Linked DNA regions of Sus scrofa: regions 1, 2, 3 and 4 are each linked to region 5. Evidence: chromatin contacts called from public Hi-C data. All regions are on one chromosome and are shown on one strand. The core of a region is the stretch at or near the end of the contact, and the rest is flanking DNA. Distances in the headings are between cores, read along the strand shown. Region 1 overlaps SYN3 (synapsin-3). Region 2 overlaps SYN3 (synapsin-3). Region 3 overlaps SYN3 (synapsin-3). Region 4 overlaps SYN3 (synapsin-3). Region 5 holds the start of TIMP3 (metalloproteinase inhibitor 3).

Region 1 (2,700 bases), core at 56-2,555, 150 kb before region 5:
GAGGAAATTCCTTTTAGGCTGAGTTGCCTGGATTTCCTTTTGCTTTCCACCTCATTTCCGTGAGGGCTACCTTTATTGACTTGAGGTCTGGGTCTGGAGGAAACTAGGGGCTGTATTTGGGGCCATTATTAGTTAAGTTCAAACTCCTTCATTCCCTCGGGGCAGGTGAGAGGGAGCCTGGCTGCGGCAGGGGGGAAGGACGGCCCTCAGAGGAAAGCAGCTGGAATGCGTTTTCTCACAGTCACACTTTAGTTAATATCCCAGAAAGTCAGAGCTGGGAGGAACTTACAGATCAGTATGTCCAAAAGGCTCTGACCCTGGGCTCCCTTGCCAGGCTACACGGGAGGTGGACCTCAAGATACTGGATGCAAAAATGTTCCCCTGTGTCTGCGAAGAATTGCATTTTTTTAGGGGAGATTCTATGGACTTCTGTTTCTACAAGGGAGCTTAGACAATTCCTTCTGAAAGTTCAGAACACTGGATACTTCTTGTTTATCTTGTTTTTTTGTTTGTTTGTTTTGTTTTTGTTTTTTGTAGAAGGGGAAATGGAGGCCCAGAGAGGGGAGGTGTCATGCTTAAGGTCACTGATGTGATGGAGCTTGGGTTAGAGCCCAGCAGAAGTAGGGGTCAGGGAGACTTGTTCCCCCTGAACCTATTTTCCCAAAACGGGGCCTTTTCAACAGTGTTTACCACCAAAGGTTGACCAGATAACTGTTACAAGTAAGATTAAAGGCTAGCAGAAGCATGAAGGCAAGATTGTGAATCACGGGAGAAGTATGGTTGACGGTTTTAAATATGCAACCAATCAATGGCTGCACCTCATCACCCCAGCCTGCCCAGCCAAGCCCGACTGGCAGACCTGGATATGCCCCTGGATCCCTCGAATCCAGGAGGCTACTCCCCAATCCATGCTCTCTCCTCCTAGTCATCCATTCAGCAAATATTTATTGATCTTTCAACTGTGTACAGATGCCAGGATATAGCAGGGAGCAAAGTTCCTGCCTTTGTGGCACTTACTCCAATTTAACTGGTGACATCTTTATATTAATGGGAGAGGACTTGGGTCCAGGGTGGAGTGGCATAGCTTTGCTGGAAAAAGGCTCCTCCTTGAGCTTTGAGGTGCCCCCTCCCTCCCCAAGAGAGGGTTCTGACGGGAAGAGATGACACTAATACTCATTTGTTTCAGATTCGACATCCTCCATCTCAACAGGGTCCCCGAGGTTTTCCTGACTCCAAGGACACTGCAGATTCCCAGCTCATAACAAATGATGTTCATGCACATGCCAGCCCTTTCTTTCTATGAGGCAATCCTCAGAGGCCTTTGCCAAGATAAACTGTTTGGCCTTCTGCCTTGAAAGTCGATCCTCTTCTGCGTCTGATTATTGCTTTTCTGAAACACAGGGACAATGACATCATTGCTCCCTCCCTGGTTTGGGGATTTGATGGTCAGCATGAAGTCAGGGTTTGGAATGGTGCCTGCTCTTTGCCAATGTCCACGGGCGGGGGTGGCCTGGAGTAAAGCAAGCTCGTGAGGGGGAGGTGGGTGCCGTGAGGTCCCCAGGGGCTGGGGGTTGGGGGCAGATTCGCTTTTCATTCTGTTGCCAGCATCCGGGTCTGCCTTGTTGTATATGGGATAGGCAGTATTCTGATGAGGGCTGAGCTGACATTCAATGGATACACACCTGCCTGGCTGTACCCATTATTACAATGGTTAAATACCTTCGTTCCCATTGGTAGTCATTTGTGGGGTGCCTTCCCACCACCTCAGCTTCTCTGGCCTCTCCCTGGGCCAACATCCTAGAATTCCCACCATCTAGCACCTCCAGGGACCTATCCAGTAGCCCTCTGATGGTCGATGCCTGTGCCACACTGTAGGTAAAATATGCTTACTACTCCTCACAGAGGGATGGGAGAACTTTGGCTGGTCTGTTGGCTAGATGCCTGCAGGAGGCCATTGCCATGTGAGTTAGGGTCAAAGTCTGTTTCTTGGGCTCCCAGGCCTGGAACCTGTCAACAGAAATTCCCTCTTGCCACTGTGGGGCATGGTCCTTGCATAATCAAGGGTTAATAGTTCCTCTGCTAGAGGTTAGAAGGCACTGCAGAGGTTATTCCCGTCCACCCGACTCTTTGCACAGAGAACCTTCAGCTCAGAAGGGAAGTCATTTGTTCAAGTCATAGCAAGTTGGTGACCCATCCAAGCCTTCTGACTGTCATGATAGCCAAGGGAACATTTCCCATACCCCAAAGGGACTGTGCCTGGGGTAAAAATCAGGAATTACTGAAGCGGTTTATTTAGTCCATCTAGAGCACAATTTCTCCCAAAATGAAAAGCAAGGCAGTGTCAAGCTGCAATGAGAGAGCTCGGGGGCCAGGGGTGGTAAACTTGAATGCCCGGGGGCCAAGGAGTGACAGATGCCAGGGAGGAGGAGGCAAGCAAAGACCATGAAGACGTTTGAAACATTCTACCCTCGTAGGCTCCCTTTCTGCACCAGGTCCATTTAGCAGAATGGTCATTGTCTTCTCTAGTTTGTGTGGATTTCAAACTTAGCCCTGGCCAGGCACAATCATATTACCCAGTAACCTGGCAGGTACCTATGCAGAGGTCTCGATTTGGCAGTGCATGGGCTGAACGTGGCTTGTGAATCTATTTCACTGGGACCACCCAGTGTTGCTGATCTTTCAAAAACTGAATAAGCTGCT
Region 2 (2,774 bases), core at 65-2,564, 130 kb before region 5:
CTCATTTAAGTGTGGGCAGACTCTGCCAGGCAAGCGCAGTCTACATGCCCACAGGTTCCCGCTGAACGACCTTAGGTAGTCATTTTACATTTCTGGGGATGTTCTCAAGAAAAAGGAGGCTCTACTAGACAATACAAGACAAACTCTATATTCTCCTCCAGCAAACAATGTTCCTGTTTCTAGAACTTTAGATTTAAGTGTTTTATTTCATTTCATTCACTTGTTCAACCTGTATTTGCTTGGCCAGGCACTATGCTAGGTGCTAGATACACATGGACACAAGACAGAGAGGGCCCTTGCTATCATTCTGGCTGATTATCTACAGTAATTGATTCTGTTTAATATCTACATGCTGAGCACCTATTACCTGCCTGACCTTCCAGTAGAAGCTAGGAGAGATATAGAGAAAGTTAAGATATGATGCTTGCTCTAAAGAAGATTTTCATCCAAATCCACCTTCTGAAGGTGAGACTTCAGTCAGCTGATGTGGACAGGGGAAGTGCCTAAAATGTGCTCCTTTTACCCTTCACCTGTAACTGCAATCAGGTAAGTAGCCATGCCTGACCCTGTTCTTTGAAGAATTGCTTCCAGGCCAATCGTCTCTAAGTTCCCCAGAGGCACTCGTTGTGAAACGGGCAAGGCTCGCTGTGCCCACAAGGTGGCGGCATTCTAAAACAGTCCCAACTGCTGGGGTGTCTGGGAAACAGCGCCTTCTGTTGGCATGGAGGGGAGAGACCACTTCATCTACTTTAGGGGCTGCGAGTGGGTCTCATCTCCAGGGTTCAGTCGAGGTACTGACTTAGAAAGTCCTGGGACCAGGGGCTGAAGGGAGAGGGTGTTGGTGGATGGACTAAGGAAGATGGCGCTAAATGTTGCCTTATTCAATCCAACAAACCTTTCTTGTGCCCTCCCTGAGTTCCTCTGTCCCAAGTCTGTCTGAAGATCTCCTCTGGGTCACTCCCGTCTGAGCACCTGCCACACTGAATTTGCATCACTGACTTCCCTAGTCTTTCTCTTTTGTATGGCTGGGGCCACATCCATTTCCTCTTGGAATCCCTAGTGCCTACACAAAATGTGGCCCAGAGTTGGGATTAAACTCTTTGTCCAATGAGTGAAGCCTATTCTAAGCAAGAAATTAAAACAGACTCTGACTTGAGTACCACTGTGTTGAGGGCACCCCAGGCCATTCACATCCTCATCTTCAAAGGCAGAAATTGCAAGATGGGCGACCAGGAGATGCAGTCTGAGATACCTTCATGTGAGTCACTGGAGGACTGGCCAGGATCCACTTTACATCTACGTCTGTCCAAAAGCTGTCAGCCCTGCCCACATCAGCCAGGGAATCAAGGTGGAGAAGACGGAAAACCTAGATCGGCTGAGTCCGGTGTGCACTGGAGAAAACTGCGGCCTTTAAACTGGATTTTCACCTCACTTTCAACTCTGACCAGGGAGGGGCCATGGTTTTAGTTCTGTAAGGAGGGGTCCACTAGTTGCAACAAGCAGGTTCAACCTGCCTCTTTGTCTCCTTGCATCCAGGCCTCTCCATTCTGTGGCTGGAGCTCCAGCAAAGAGGAAAGCAGGCAGAGGCACTCTGAAGGGCCCAACCTCCTTGCATTCCAGCCCTGACCAAAGCCAGCCCAGGAACAAGTGGAGAGCCTCTCTTGGAGGAAGTGATTCAGAAACCACGATGGTCTGGCGGCCCGCCGTGACTCACAGCACATCAATGGGGGAATTGTCTGTGGAAGCTGAGAATACCAAAGCTCTTTTCTTTCCTTCCTTTCTTTTTTTTCTTTCTTTTTTGCCCTCCCCTTGGCAGCATTGCGCAACACCAGAGCTGCCCAGAAACATGTGTTTCTCATCACTGGCTCCAATAGCCGTCTTGGAGGACTGGGGAGAAAACAAGACTGAGAGGGAAGAGACCACAAGGGGAACTGCAGTGGTTAAAGAGGGGTGGGGGGCTTCTTTTTCAGCACACCCGAGTCCTATTTCAACTTCCCCATCAACACCAGGATCTCTAAAGAGCATCTGGAATGGCAGAGAATAGAATTTTGAATCAGGGAGAAAACTTAGAGTCTGTCTCTTCCAATATCTTCATCTATAGGTGAGGAAACTGAGGCCCCAAGAAGGGAAGGAAGTGGCTTGCCGAATACTCTACAGCCACATTACCTCTTGCATTTTCCAAAAGCAACTGCATTTTCCCGTACCTCAAGTTAGGAAATGTAGTTTGACGAAGGATGATTTTCTTTATTTCATGAATAGTGAAAAACGAGAAGTCATACTAAATTTTGTTATAAATCTGTCAATTGTTCCTTCCCCCCTTATCTACCAGTCTCAGGAAACTGCTCTGCACAAGGTCACTTGTGAGATCATTTGCAAATTCTATAGTCCTTTTGGCAATTCTCATTTGATTGGCTATCTCTGTAGCATATGACATTGGTGCCTACTGGCTTCTAGGTAGCACCCCCCTGCTTTCCCTTCCTACCTCTGTAGCTGCTTCTTTTCATCATTCTTGCTCCCTCCACTGGCTCTTAAACGTCCAAATTGCATAGGGTTCTGTCATAGGCCTTCTTTTCTTTTTAATTCATATTCATGTTCATGGTTTTAGCAACTACCAATTAGCTGATGACTCCCAGACCTTATCTACAGCCCGTTAATATTTCCTTAGCTACAGATGTCTGTATATAGCTGCATTCTCAGCACCTTCTTTGGATGCCCCAAAATGAACTCACCATTTCCCTCCAAAGCTCTTTGACTGCTTTGATTTTATTGCCAAG
Region 3 (2,725 bases), core at 141-2,640, 220 kb before region 5:
AATCAGCTAAAAGCTAGGAGGAGGTCTACCAAAAATAATAACTGTACTTTCAGAACACTTGCTCTGTGGTCTCTCTCTCTGGTAATAATTAGTTGGTTGAGCCGGCTGGATTTTCAGGCCACTCCTAGTTCGAGATAATAAAACCATAACCCTGGCACACAAATGGATATTTATTTTTCTGTTTTTATAACAGGAAGGCAGACATCCAGCTCATTCCAAAGTGGTACACACTGGTTAAGAAACTAGTTAGAGGGAGTGAAGGAGACAATCTAATCTCTTTTTTCCCCTCCCAGTAAAATTTTCCCAGTCTTGGAGCTCCTGGATTCTGAAGGCGGGACTATATGTAGGTTCTGTGCTTATATCATTACCATCAGGCCATGTTCACAGAGTTTAGCTCAGAATTAATTCCTGAGCTTGGCATCAAAAGCTTAAAAGAGGTAAATGGGAGCTGCAGATAACCTAATGCAGGAGTTCCCAAGCTTTCTTAATTGACGGTGCCCGTCTCAGGAGCGATTTCACAGCATTCTAAGGCCAAAACAAGTACCAAGTGGTACTTGTTAAGGAGTTAGCACTAAATAGCTTAATAAATATTTATGTCCTAATAACTTAGTAACTGAAATACACAATTAACATATTTTTATTTCATTCTTAAATAACTACAATTACTTACAAGTGGGATGTGTACAAATTCCCAAACCTAAGAATCATAGTGGAAACTTCGGCCGCGTTTCCTGTTTCACGCTGATTTTCATATAGTAATTGCCTTTTAGCACAACCATCATCAAAATCCCACTTTTGCAAATATGTGACGTCACTGAAAGGAACATGCTGTGATCTAATGTTGAAACTGTGAACCACCTCGGCTAGTAATTTGCATGGTGTCTAACCGATGCCGAGAACTACCGAGTTTCCCTTAGAAAAATTAAAATATACTCTGCTGCCCTAGGGCATTGGGTGCAGGGTCTGGGAATCGTGGGCTTAATGTTATTACTTTTGACATCCTCCCCCAGCAGTGAATAATACAAGCCTCTGGTGCAACATCCCTGGCGAAGAGCCAGTCCGCTCCTCATGTGAAACGTGGGTCTGAGAAACCCATGGGGGTGGGATATTCAAGAAGCCTGTTTGTACTTTAAACCAGTCCCTACTTTAGGGAAATTATAGGCACATTGTGCTTTTTAAAATGATATAAATTCTATTTGAGATTGATTCATCAGGACCATGCTCTTAGCTCAAATGTGGGTTATCAGTGAGAGTAAGAAGATGATTTGGACTAGTCCTTAAACATATCTGAAATAAATTAAAATGTTGTCTAAATGCTGTATTGAACAGAGAGTCAAGGCATAATTCCAGCCACTGAGGAGTTCATAGTCCATGGGAGAGAGAGACACATGGACGGATGATTGCAATAGAGGCCAGTGCAGGAGGTCAGGCTTGCAGCATAGGGACCCTGATGCACCCTGGGGTTGGTTCCCGGGAAGGTTCCCCAGGTTAGGTGATGAATTCCAGTCTAATTTTCTTTGTTGTGATGATGAAGAGGAGGTGAATTTAAATCCCAAAGTCTTTTTTAAAATCAAAAAGTAACAGTTTGCCGTGGATGTTGGCATGGGGCTTTCTACATATATTTTCACATGTATTCTTTCAAGATATCTATTTCTTTCTTTTTCTTTTTGCTTTCAATGGCAGCACCCACATCATATGCAGGTTCCCAGGCTAGTGGTCAAATAGGAGCTGTAGCCACAGCCACAGAGACATGGGGCTGAGCCACATACGTGACCTACACCACAGCTCACGGCAATGCTAGATCCCTGACCAGGGGATTGAACCTGAGTCCTCATGGATACTAGTTGGGTTTGTTGTCACTAAGCCATGATAGGAACTCCCAAGATATCTATTTCTTATTGTGCACTAACTATGTGCCAGGAACTGTACTACACTGCTTACATATATTTAATCTTCACAAACAACCTTAAGAGCTTCCAGCCGTGATGTAACCACATGAGCCCTGTCTCTGTAAACAGCTATAAAACTGTAAAAAATTAACAAGGCAACTGTTCTGAGGGAGGGGGGAGAGGCAGTGCAAGCCTGATCCCTGAGACAAGGGACCTCAGGAGGTGGGTCCTACGTCTGCCCGGCCCCTTTTGCAGCCTCCTCTCGGGGGCTCTGCACAGCCTGAGACATGCACTGGCCTCCTGGCACTTCCTCCACTACCCCAGCTCCTCCTGCCTTTGGGCTTTTGCACACACTGTTCTCTCTGGAAGGTTCTTCCCTCTTGTTCCTGCACAGCTGGCTTATTCCCATTCCTCACACCTTTGCTTACATGTCACCACCTCAGAAGTTTCTCCGACAGCTCTACTCTATTTTTCTCTGTGTTAACAACCTGACTTTCTGCTTAGTGCTGAGGAAAGTTTATAATTGTGTATTTGCTTATTGATACCCCATGTGCCTCTCCCACTAGCCCATGATTTCTATAGCCAGTGCCAGCATGGTACCTGGCATGCAGTAGGTGCTCAATACAGAGCTATTGACTGAAGGAAGGAAGGATGTTTTAGATTGGCCCCTCCCCTTCCTCCAGGAGGTGGGGGAAATGGGGAGTTAAGTGGAAGTGGGAAGACTGGGAATTTTTCAAAATTACTGAAACCCAGAGACCACATAGGGCAGATCCGAGACAGCTTCATGCAGGATGTGGGACTTGAAGACAATGTATGTCCACTCAGTTGATCCTCCC
Region 4 (2,714 bases), core at 72-2,571, 170 kb after region 5:
CACCACTCGCTCGCTGTGCAACCTTGGGTAACTCACTCAGCATCCATGTGCCTCAGCTTCCACATCTGGAAAGCCGGGATAATCACAGTAATTATTCCACATGGATGTTAAATGAGGATTAAATGAGACACGACGTACAAGGCACTTAGAATGGTTCCTGGCACATAGTAAGCTCCAAAGTATACAGCCCAGGGCCTGAAACAGAATTGACAATGACAACAAAGAACCACTGAGTGTTTACTCTGTGGCTCCGGGCGCCATGTGCAGGGACCCCAAATGTAATCTTTACCCTTATGGAGGTTACAGAATGGAACACCTCATGTTGATCTGTCCCATCAGTGCAATAAGTGATTGATGATGATGCTGACGATAAACAGGTGGCACTGGCATAGAAGGCCTGCGCACCCATCATATCCCTCCTCCTATTGACCCCAGTGTCAACCCCTAGGAACAGTAGGGCTGGGACCAGTCCCCACAAGCTCAAAGTCACACAGAGCCCCTAAGCAGCAATGGTGAGGCAGATCTTGTGCTTTAAGATTTTTAGGATTCGGTCCAGACCCTCTAGGTCCTTCATAATCTGGACCCTGCTGACCTATGGCCCATGTCTTCTCCTGTTTTCTGTTCACCTCATGAGCACACTCAACTTCCTGTGACTCCTGTGCTTGTAGGATTCTGAGTCTTTGCATGTGCTGCTGTCTCCTCTGCTTGGTTACCTCTTTCTGTTTCCTTGAAAGCACCCCCCTAACAAGGCTGGGTTCGTATTCCTCCTCTGAGCTCCCATGGGGGCTTTGCTTAACAACCCTATAACACATACCACTCCGTGTTGGAATCACATGTTGTTTGCTGTCCCCTGCCCCCACAAACCTAGTCTGTGAGCTCCTGGAAACCCGAAACCGTGTCTCAGTGCTCACTGAATCCCCAGTATCCGGCACAACGTGCCAGGGCACAGGCACATGTCTAAGGAATGTTTGCTGACTGGGTAAATGAATAATGTTTCCAGGGAGAGGCCATGGGGCATCCCCTGCTCCAGGTGCTCTACTGCCATCTACTGGTACACTGTTGTAACACACAAATCCACACCCATCACAAAGTGGGGTCACCATTCAGGGTCCAACATGCACAACCAGCAGCCCTTAACGTGATCCTAGCTGGGAACCCAGAACATGCTGCCCTACACCAATACCACCCAAGCAGCTCTGGCCTCCATGGGCCTCACCTTCCCAGGAAAAACACTTGTTTGGGCAAGAAACACTTGCCCATCTCTGGAATGTTTACTGCAGGGCCTGCCAGACGGACTCAGGCTGAAGCTGAGGGTCAGGCGGTCCATCCCCCTGCCTGGCCGGGAGTCAGAAGTCTGTCTCCTGACAGGCCACACAGACTGCTGCCTCCTTGCCTGGGGCTCATTCAGGCTTGAGCAGCCTCTGAACAGTTCTGTCTGGCAGAGGGAAGGGTAGGGATGGTCTGGAATTCTAGATGCCTTGGGGGCTGGGGTTGCTGCCTCTATAATTGCCTGGCTATTTGACCTCAGGCAAAATGGATGACCCCACTGTGCCTGAGGGCTCTGTTTCCCTCATGCAGGCCTCTTCCTAATGCCCTAATATGTTATCCTCATAATGAGCTCCCTGAATACGCAGGCCAATCAGTCAAGTCCTTGGCCTTGGGAAGGGGTGGGGGGGAGCTCTTGATTCTATAAAGCTTCCATCTCTGTGGGTGGTCTCATATTTTACTGCCACATCAGAGGCACCAGGAAGGAGAATATTATAAAACCAGTGCTGCCTGGGGTGGGAAATCCCTGGTTTGGGGAGGCGGGATGTGGTGTGTGAGCAAGATTTATGGGGAGAGATACCGAGCTCTTTCATGGCTGTAGCAGGGGCAGAAGGAAGAGGAAAATTAGCACAAACAGGATCCACCTGTGTCCAAGCAGCGTCTTTCTAATAAATCCGTCTGGGATGGAGAGTCAGTGTGGCTAGGCCTTGGCGATGCCCTTACCAGGGAAGAGGGGTCAGGAAAGTTCTGTCTCAGGCAGAGCCCTGCCTGTTGGGGGGGTAGCGGGGGGCAGGGAGGCAGGGATCCAGCTCTAGAAACAGATTTTCATGTTTCTGATGCAACTGCAACATGTCCGTTGCACATTTGCAGCCTGGACAGAGCTGGGGGAGATGGATGACAGACCCCATAGGAGAACTCTGAAGGTGGACACCCTCAGGGTTTTCCCAGTTAGCAAGATGAGGAGGGGCACATGCCAGGTTGGATGGGTGGAGGTGTGGCAAAAGCAGGGCCAACTCAGAGATACAATTCTAGCTCCATTTATTTACTCCCAAGAATAACTAAAACTCCTGGTCCCCTCCCACTCCCAGATGGGGCCCACCAATGACAGAACAGCCTTGTCATACCTCTTTGCAACTGGGGGGCTCCAGTGAGTTAGAATGGGGGGCACCCTCTGAGGGTAACAAGGCTCCTCATTCCTGCACAGGGATCTGTGAAGGTAAGGTTGGTCAGACTAGGGTCCCAGGCCACAGGATGTGCTGAGGTCTCCCCACTGGTTTCTGATAGCAATAAGGAAGACTTGTATGGGCAGGTGTCTGGTCACAATCACATCATTTATTCACTCCCTCATTTAACCACTATTTACTGAGCCCCGTAAGGACTAGGCACCCTACTAGGCTTGGGGAGGGGAGATTGATACAGTCTCTGTTCTTGTGGAGCTAACAGGCTCT
Region 5 (2,700 bases), core at 174-2,673:
TCCAAAAGGGATGAGTTGGGAGAGAAAGGGAGAGAGACAGAGTAGAAAGAAAACTCCAGATGCAAAGGGGCATTTGGGTAGTTAGAGCTAACTGCTGCTAAGGTCCAAGAAAATAAATGCCCCTCTTAAGGTGGCAGCGGTGAATCGAGTTCCTGGATGGTTGCCAAGTCACGTCACTTTACTGTGCCAGTTTCCTCATCTGGAAAGTGTGAATAATACTTTGTGCTTTTCCTATCTAAAAGGATTATTGTGAGATGTAATGAGGTGAGGTGTGAAAAATATAAGGCGGGATCAATGTGTTACCGAATAATAAAAACGGTCATAGTATTAGTTATTAGCAGTTATCCATTACAGCTAATAGTTCTCCATGATCTACTTTTATCCCAGTTTGGGGTCAGTTCACCCCAAATTCTTTGCTAAAGGATGGAAACCTGTCTGCCCTAGATGGGGTTACTCCTTTCTCCTGCCCTTTCTATTTAACTGTTTTTTTTTTTTTTTTTTTTTTTTTTTTTTTTTTTTAAATAAGCTCAGGGCTTTTGCACTTGATGTTCTCTCCACCAAGACTGCCACATGGCTGAGGCTTTCATTCTCATCTCAGCCAGGATGTCACCTCCTCAGCCAGACTTCTTCTTATTATCCCATAGACAGCAGCGCCCTTCCTAGTCCTTTCTAGCTCATTATTCTGTTTTATTTTCTTCATGGCACCTTAGAAAATCACCCTATGTATTTACTGATGTATATAGCCTGCAGTTCCATAGGAGTAGTTTCTTTTGCTCATGCCAGCATCCAGAACAATGTTTGTTGAATGACTTCACAATTTACTCTGTCTGAACCCAGGAAACAATCTTTTATTACTGTTAGCTCCAAAAAGCAGATGGCTCCCTTCCATGCAGGAAAGTCAGGGATGGAGGTAAGGGGTGTAGCGGGGGTGTGTGGTGATAGGTCATCAACCTAGTTCTTTCCCCAGAGTCTGCACTCTCCAGAGAAGGTAGAGAGCCATCAGCTATCCTTTCCACCAGCCACAAAATCTCCAGGGCCAGGGCCACCTCTAACCTGCCAGAGGGGTTGGTGCTGGAGTGGATGGCAGTTGATTCTGGTTTGGGTCAGAGGCTCCCAGAGGGCAGGGTGGGCAAGAGGCGAGGGTGCAGGCAAGAAGCGGACGGGGGCGCCGCTCTGACGGCCTCTCTGCAAGCGCGTATCAGAGGCACGTCCAGCCCACCCACTCGCGTGCCCATAGCAGCATTATTCCCTATAAGGATCTGAACTGTCCGGGGGCGGCCCCGCCCCGTCGCCCCGAGCCCCCAGCCCCGCCCCCTTTTTGGAGGGCCGATGAGGTAATGCGCCTCTGCCATTGGTCGGAGGGGGCGGGCCCCGCGCTCCGGAGAGGGGCGTGCCGGGGGGACGCGCTCTATATCACCCGGCCGCCGGGCTGCGGCGCAGAGCGGGCAGCAGGCGGGCGCTGGGACAGCTTCTTCTCCTCCTGCTCCTCGGGCTTCTCCAGCTCTTGCTACAGCTCCCGCTTCTTCGCCCAGAGTGACTGCCCACTCGCCGAATCGTGTGCCAGCGCCGAGGCAACCTCGCCTCACCCCAGCCCGTCCCGCTGGGCACTCGGAGGGCGGCGTACCCGAAGCCAAAGTTGCTCCACACGGCCGGGCGGGCGAGCTCAGGCTGCAGCGACCCCGCCAGCGGCGTGTACCGCAACTTTGGAGAGGCGAAAGCAGCCCGGCAGCGGCAGCGGCAATGACTCCCTGGCTCGGGCTTGTCGTGCTCCTGGGCAGCTGGAGTCTGGGGGACTGGGGCGCCGAGGCGTGCACATGCTCGCCCAGTCACCCCCAGGACGCCTTCTGCAACTCTGACATCGGTAAGCGCTCCGGGTGTCCCCGCAGGAGCCCCCGCGGTTCTCGCTCGCGCGCTGCAGCCAGACTTGGGTGTTGCTCTGGGTGGCATGGCGAACCCCTCTCCTTTTCTCTGCCTAGGCTCGGGCGGGTTGGAGATACTCAGGTTCCTGCGGCGGGGGCTCTGGCTTGACCGAGGGGGGAGATGCCCTGCAGAGAAATCCACTGGACCAGAGTGAACCCCTTGTAACTATGCTCTTTTAGGGCGTGAGGTCCCTAATAGTCCTTTTGACATCTGGAAAATTTCCTTTTTCTCTTGGGAGGATGGGCTGGGGGAGCAAGGTGGGGAGAGTGTTTCTAAAACTTGGAATGCCAACTAAAACGCTGCGACGGTGAATCTTTAAAAAAAGAAAAAAAAAAAAAAAGAAAAAAAAAGAAAAGAAAAAGAAAAAAGAAAAAAGAAAAGTCGCCAGACTTGTACAGGGAAAGTTGCAGGAGAAACTTGAAGTTTTCTGAGTTTGCCTCATCTCCTGCACCCATGAATTTAATTCTTTTCAATGAGACCCAACCGAGCCTCACACTCCCTAGGCAAGTGCTAACTGAGCTTCTTGGCCTGACCAGTTTGGGTAGATTTAAGGAGAAAAATGAGAAGAAAGCCTTGGGGTTGACCCTCCCCAGAGAAACTGTGTTTGAGAGTGTTGATAGCAAGCAGAAGGTGGCGTGTGTGAGGGATCACTTATCATATAGCTGTGAGAATTCACAGGAAGGTTATTTTTTTTTTCCTTGAATGTGTGTGGGGAGGGGGACACAGCAATGGAAAACGGATTTGTCACCAAGAGAACAAAGATGCCAGGGGTCACATCAT

Evidence for each region. Hi-C and Micro-C count contacts between places; a contact is called where the count stands out from the background.
Region 1: a Hi-C map of liver shows a contact between it and region 5, with 13 times the contacts expected there. A contact is called at or near these places in 1 of 5 promoter capture datasets (liver), 10 of 47 Hi-C or Micro-C datasets (embryonic fibroblasts, fetal liver, fetal skeletal muscle and 5 more) and 1 of 2 datasets of targeted methods (skeletal muscle).
Region 2: a Hi-C map of embryonic fibroblasts shows a contact between it and region 5, with 3 times the contacts expected there. A contact is called at or near these places in 2 of 5 promoter capture datasets (fetal liver and liver), 13 of 47 Hi-C or Micro-C datasets (alveolar macrophages, embryonic fibroblasts, fetal liver and 8 more) and 1 of 2 datasets of targeted methods (skeletal muscle).
Region 3: a contact with region 5 is called in a Hi-C map of liver, with 6 times the contacts expected there. A contact is called at or near these places in 3 of 5 promoter capture datasets (fetal liver, fetal skeletal muscle and skeletal muscle), 3 of 47 Hi-C or Micro-C datasets (adipocytes, liver and skeletal muscle) and 1 of 2 datasets of targeted methods (skeletal muscle).
Region 4: a contact with region 5 is called in a Hi-C map of embryonic fibroblasts, with 4 times the contacts expected there. A contact is called at or near these places in 3 of 5 promoter capture datasets (fetal liver, fetal skeletal muscle and liver), 19 of 47 Hi-C or Micro-C datasets (alveolar macrophages, brain, embryonic fibroblasts and 12 more) and 1 of 2 datasets of targeted methods (skeletal muscle).

Annotation. Positions count from the first base shown.
Region 1 is chr5:12,395,091-12,397,790 of Sscrofa11.1, reverse strand. All of the region lies in intron 6 of SYN3 (synapsin-3), which reads right to left. LOC102167235 (a long non-coding RNA gene) reads left to right here. Exons shown (of 3, transcript XR_298408.3): 3 at 1,187-2,700. Among named protein-coding and RNA genes, the nearest start is that of FBXO7, 130 kb to the left of the region's middle.
Region 2 is chr5:12,370,506-12,373,279 of Sscrofa11.1, reverse strand. All of the region lies in intron 6 of SYN3 (synapsin-3), which reads right to left. Among named protein-coding and RNA genes, the nearest start is that of TIMP3, 130 kb to the right of the region's middle.
Region 3 is chr5:12,461,511-12,464,235 of Sscrofa11.1, reverse strand. The region is part of intron 7 of SYN3 (synapsin-3); the gene reads right to left. Among named protein-coding and RNA genes, the nearest start is that of FBXO7, 63 kb to the left of the region's middle.
Region 4 is chr5:12,070,773-12,073,486 of Sscrofa11.1, reverse strand. All of the region lies in intron 2 of SYN3 (synapsin-3), which reads right to left. Among named protein-coding and RNA genes, the nearest start is that of MIR9790, 44 kb to the right of the region's middle.
Region 5 is chr5:12,241,322-12,244,021 of Sscrofa11.1, reverse strand. TIMP3 (metalloproteinase inhibitor 3) reads left to right here and starts at 1,423. Exons shown (of 5, transcript XM_003126073.6): 1 at 1,423-1,861. The coding sequence starts at 1,741. All of the region lies in intron 6 of SYN3 (synapsin-3), which reads right to left.